Linked DNA regions of Sus scrofa: region 1 is linked to region 2. A link is a contact called in public Hi-C data. All regions are on one chromosome and are shown on one strand. The core of a region is the stretch at or near the end of the contact, and the rest is flanking DNA. Distances in the headings are between cores, read along the strand shown. Region 1 holds the start of MT1A (metallothionein 1A). Region 2 holds the start of BBS2 (Bardet-Biedl syndrome 2 protein).

Region 1 (2,700 bases), core at 137-2,636, 97 kb before region 2:
ATGGGGAATTGCCCTTCCCATCTGTAGGCCTGGCACAAGCTGTCCCCAGGCTCAGGGCACCCTGACTTGAGGATGAGTGCTGTGTCCTGAGAAAAGTGCCCTCAGACTCCAGGTAAAGGCTGCCTGCTCCATCTGAGCCCAGGTCAGAGCAGTCTTGGAGAGACAGTGACAGGGCTTTCAGTCAATCAAGGGAACAACAAAGTCCTCCAGATGAGGGGGCAAAACCCTTACAGAGTTGCTTGGTGCGTGGGAGGGCTGCTGGGGGCTGCGTCTACAGCAAAAGACTCCATCCACAGTTCAGAGGAACTGCACCTTGTCACTAAGTTCAAGTATAAAGTGCTCAGGACACTGGAGGCTACAGAAAGCTGCATAGGGACACAGACGACCTAGGTTCTGGGCTGGACTTCATCTATGACAATACTTGGTAACCAACCTGGACTCAGTTTACACTTTTAGAATGAGAGGTTGGGACACAATCATCCTTACGGCTCCTTCACATCTGACTCCAATTCAGGTGCTAAGGGAGCGACATAGGGTCACAGTCCTGCTCCTGCCTGCTGAGCTCAGGGCTCCCTCCTCTGACTCAGCCCAGACCCCAGACTCCAGGCCCCAGGCCCCCAGACCCCCAGGGAAGGCCCCACACTCACTCTTCTTGCAGGAGGTGCATCTGCAGGCTTTGCACGTGCAGGAGCCTGCACAGCTGCAGGAGCCACCTGCCAGCAAGGGAGAGACAGCAGTGAGCAGGAGCGGGACTCAGGGGCCACAGCAGATGTCAGCAATGCCTCCCTCCCCCTCCTGCTCTGTCAGGGCCCAGCCCTGGGAGCTCCTGCCCCACTCAGGCACATGCAGAAGCCCCAGCTTCTCTCTTCGGTGTTGGATGGTAGGTCCCCTCCTGACTTCCTCCACAGGCAGGTCCCGGCTCCAGACCTGACTGGGGCTGACTCCAGGCTGATTGGGGCTGGGGCCAGCACCTTATGAGCCGAAACCCAAGGAGGCAATGTCCCTTCCTCCCACCAAGCCTTGGCAGCTCTGAGGCCTGGAAAGAGCATAGAGTCAAACCCAAATGTCCCTTGATTTGCTGGGTAACATCAAGAAGGGCGGCCCGTAGCCTCAGTACCCCCAAACTTAAAACAGAGGCAAAAGGAGACTGGAAATGCCCCCCAGGACCGTGGCTAGGAAAAAAGGCCTGGAATAATGACAGGAGTCCACCTGTGCTCCCACTCACAATTCCCCTTTCTCTCACCCCAAGGACCCCACGTCCTGTGCCTGGGATGGGGCATCGGAGGCTCGAAGCCAGCCAACTCTTACCTGTGGGGCAGGAGCAGTTGGGGTCCATGAGTGGAGGCAGGTGAGACCAAGCAGAGAGCAACGCGGATTCACTGGTCCAGTAGGAGGCGCCTTGCAGTGTAGGCGCCCGCGTGCTCAGGTTTATACCCCAGGAGGCGGCCCGGGCGCAGAGGCTGCCCCGCCCACTTGCCCTCGCCCGGCACATCCCCGCCCGCAGCGCCGGGTCCTGGGCGGTGAGCAAACCTCAGGGCAGAGCGCACGGTTCCGGGAAGGCGGCCGGGCTCCGTGCGCACCGCGCCGGCCTCCTCCTCGGCGCCCGCAGCGGGGAGGGACTTCGTGCCGCGCGGCAAGCAGCGCCCCAGCCTCCCTGCCCGCCCCTCCCCAGCTCTCCGCGAGGTCGGCAAACCCAGTGTTCCCCGATCTTCTGGGAACCCAGCCCCCGTGTCCTCGCCATCGTCCCCACCCCCAGCCCCCGCAACTCTGCCCTGAGGTTCGCCCTTTCCCGAAGCCCGTGCGCAACGGCAGCCTCGCGCGCACGTCCCAAGCTTGGCTGGAGCTTGGAGTTGTGCGCAGAGATGGGTGGTGGATGTGACCTTCGCCACCTTCCCCGCCCCCCCTTCCCCAACCTGCGCTGTCCTGGTCCCCAGCGTGGTCTTGAGGCAGCGGTTCTCTAAGGTTTCACCTGGAACAGCAAGGCTGTGAACACACGCCCCTGCCTGTGGTCCCTCCTTCCCCTCTGGGCGGCTGAGCAGGTGAATGGGCACATTTCCCCAGGGTCTGCTTTGCCTGCATTTGCCAGTGGTTTCCCTCAGCTTAGCTGGTCAGGCCCACTCCAGGATGGAGGTTCCCAAAACATGGGATGCACCCCCCCCCGGGGGGGGTGAAGGCATCAGGGTAGGTGACAGGCAGACCTGGCCTTAAATAACAAAGCCAGACCCGTGGATGTTTCCCTTTGGGGCTTCCTGACAATCCCATATCTTGGAGTCTGTGCCAAGGCTTCTTTAATCACTGCCGCTCTTTCAATTCTAACAGGACACTACAGGGAGGTACTAGTTGAGAGCCTTTTCCCAGAGACAAAACTGCGTACAGTACAAGGAGGCTGCTGACTCAGTGTCACAGTGCTTGTGAAATAAGTTTTAACTGAAGAACAACACCCCCCTTGGTTAAAAGGGTAGCTGCAATCCTTTCCAGCTATGCTGGCCTCATGCCATCCTTCTTATAATAATGTAGCAACTATGTACCCAGTGTCTAAGCCAGCAGCCCTGCTAATCATGTACCCAGCATCGCTTATCAGTTCCGCTTCTGTAACCTTGCTGGCTGAGTTTCTTAGGGAGGAACACTGTCTGCTTGGGGAAGGGGGAAGGTCCCGGGGATGCTTACATGGGAAAATCAAGACCTTGTAATGTATAAAAG
Region 2 (2,700 bases), core at 163-2,662:
AAAATTGTACCCCCGGAGTTCCCATTGTGGCTCAGCAGTTAAAAAACCCCGCTCAGTGGGTTAAGGATCCAGCATTGCTGCTAACCGTGAGGTAGGTCGCAGACGTGGCTCGGATCCAGTGTTGCTGTGGCTGTGGTATAGGCCGGCAGCTACAGCTCTGATTGGACCCATAACCTGGGAACCTCCACATGCTGCTGGTGCGGCCCTAAAAGACAAAAAAAGAAAAAAATTGTACTCCCTCCAGAAGTCAATCTCTCTCCCTTCCTTAGCACTTAACCACCAAATGACCTCCCATTTGTATTTCCTGTTTAGTGTTTCTCTCCCCTGACTTGTATGTCAGCAACAGGAGAGCAGAAGTTTGTCTTATGTTTGCTGCCATATTGCCCAGAACAGTACCCCCCACAGAGCAAGCCCTTAAAAACTATTTGAAAAAATGCTGAAAAAGTTTAGTGACTTTGCATGTCCTGCTTTAAAAATATACAGGGAGGAGTTCCTGTCGTGGCGCAGAGGAAATGAACCCGAATAGGAACCATGAGGTTGCGGGTTTGATCCCTGGCCTTGTTCAAGTGGGTTAAAGGATCCGTAGTTGCCGTGAGCTATGGTGTAGGTCTTGCAGATTCGGCTGGGATCCCGCGTTCCAGTGGCTGTGGCATAGGCCAGCGACTGCAGCTCCAATTCGACCCCTAGCCCAGGAACCTCTATATGCTGTGGATGTGGCCCTTAAAAGCAAAAAAAAAAAAAAAAAAAAAAAAAAAAATTTATATATATATATACACACACACACACACATAAATATACACACACATATGTACATTATATGTATATATACTCAGGGAATCTTACAAAGGGCCACGGGCTGTTTAAAGTTGAGAGTTTAAAGCATTTTTTTGGGGGGGGGGAGGTGATTGATACATTTAAGAACTACCGTGGGCATCAACATAACAGCTAAAGTTAAGGGGCAAAGTAGGCATTCAAGGCATATTTCTTGAATTAATGACCGTTTGGAGTGGCGTAGAAATGTGTGTAAACTGCAACGGTGCAGCAACTTGGTTGTGGTGCTAGAAGAAGCCCCAGGGATGCACTGGCTCGGAAACTGCCGAAGTAGACCCGATGAGTCCCATCGCCGTTAAGTTACAGCAACAAAAAGCAGACCCAACCACTGGGACCCAACTTCAGACTCAGCCCAGCGCGAGGCCAGAACGCGCAGCCGCAGAACTAGGTGGGCGGGCCTGCGCAGGCGCAGAAATAGCCAACGGCCCGGGGTCCACGTCGGTGCAGCGGTTTCCCGCCAGGCCTGAGGCTGCAGGAGCAGGTCTGGCTTGGTCCCCACGTCCCTCACTGCGGTGGGTGAGGCGGGCTCCACGGCTCCGCTCTCGTGCCGCTAACCCTTTTCTCCTGAGCCACCGCCATCATGCTGCTGCCCGTATTCACCCTCAAACTGCGCCACAAAATCAGCCCCCGCATGGTGGCCGTTGGGCGCTACGACGGGACTCACCCGTGTCTGGCCGCCGCTACCCAAGCGGGCAAGGTAACCAATCCCACCTGCTCCCAACCCGCACGGAGCCAGTGCCCCTGGAGTCCCCCGCGGGGCGTGTCCCTGCAATCCAGTTCTTCATTGTCTGACTCCGCCCCCAGCCAGGGTTGCCCGGCAACGAGTCCGAGTCCGTAGTGTTTGTAGCTCTTTAGCTTGCGCAGAAGTAATGAGTGAAAACGGGGAACGACTTTGCTGAGCAATTTATTTCTCTTCAGGTACTTAGACTCGTGTTGGAATCTCTGTACGGCTAGGGAGCTTGGGGAAGAGAAGTCCCTAAAGGGGAAAGGGCTTGGTCGGCGTTAGCAGTAGGGACAGATCCCAGATTAGAGGCCAGGGCTTCTGCCTATAGCTCTGAACTTCTCTCAAACTGCCTCTCAGAGCTAAACAACTTTATGGGGAAAAAGTTACAAAGACACCCTAACTTAAATGACTCAAATTACACTTTTGATCTTTATCCACGTATATTCACTTTTCATCCTGCTGTTTATTCACTAAGTACCTGTTAGGTGCTTCCTGTGTGGCAGGTGCTGTGCAAGTTGTGAGTCACAGAGATGAAAAAGATATGCCATTCGGCATTCACCAGACTTTCTGAACTCTCCTTCGTACTAGATCTTGGGGATTCAGAGATAAAGCTGGAGTGCTTACTTTCAGAAAGTTTATCGTCCAGAAGGACAATAGACAAGGCAAATCAAGGCACTGTGTATTGACGGAGGCATGCCCACCATACATGGAATACAGTGACATCAAGCGTAGTAACTTTTAACAAGCACAAAGCCTTATTACATTAATTATATCAGCATCCTTGCTGCATTGCCAATGGCAACAGCATAGCACAGGTGTGGTAGATCCTGGCTCCAGTACCTGCTAATTTCATGACCTTGAGCAAGGTACTTAGTCTCTACCACAGAGGGTTATTAAGAGGATTAAAATGTTACAACGTGTCATGTGCTTGGCATCTAGGCGGTGGTCACTAATTGTTAGCTGTTATTTTCTTCATTAGAAATAACAGTTCAGAGAGGTTCAAAGCAATGTTTAAGGCCGCTCAACTGGAAAGTGGTGGAAATGAGATTAGAGTGCATGTTCTGTGACCCAGTGTGTCTGTCTGTGTATCTTTCTCTCTCTCTCTTCCTCCCTTCCTTTCTTTCTTTTGCACCTGAAGCATATGG

Evidence for each region. A called contact is a pair of places that touch in the nucleus more often than the background predicts.
Region 1: a contact with region 2 is called in a Hi-C map of embryonic fibroblasts, with 2.5 times the contacts expected there. The contact joins the promoter of MT1A here to the promoter of BBS2 in region 2. A contact is called at or near these places in 3 of 5 promoter capture datasets (fetal liver, fetal skeletal muscle and liver), 24 of 47 Hi-C or Micro-C datasets (alveolar macrophages, blood, brain and 13 more) and 1 of 2 datasets of contacts at active chromatin or transcription factors (skeletal muscle).

What each region holds. Positions count from the first base shown.
Region 1 is chr6:18,670,702-18,673,401 of Sscrofa11.1, reverse strand. MT1A (metallothionein 1A) reads right to left here and starts at 1,386. Exons shown (of 3, transcript NM_001001266.2): 1 at 1,309-1,386; 2 at 648-713. The coding sequence starts at 1,336.
Region 2 is chr6:18,574,050-18,576,749 of Sscrofa11.1, reverse strand. It overlaps BBS2 (Bardet-Biedl syndrome 2 protein), which reads left to right and starts at 1,412. Exons shown (of 18, transcript XM_021093887.1): 1 at 1,412-1,528. The coding sequence starts at 1,412.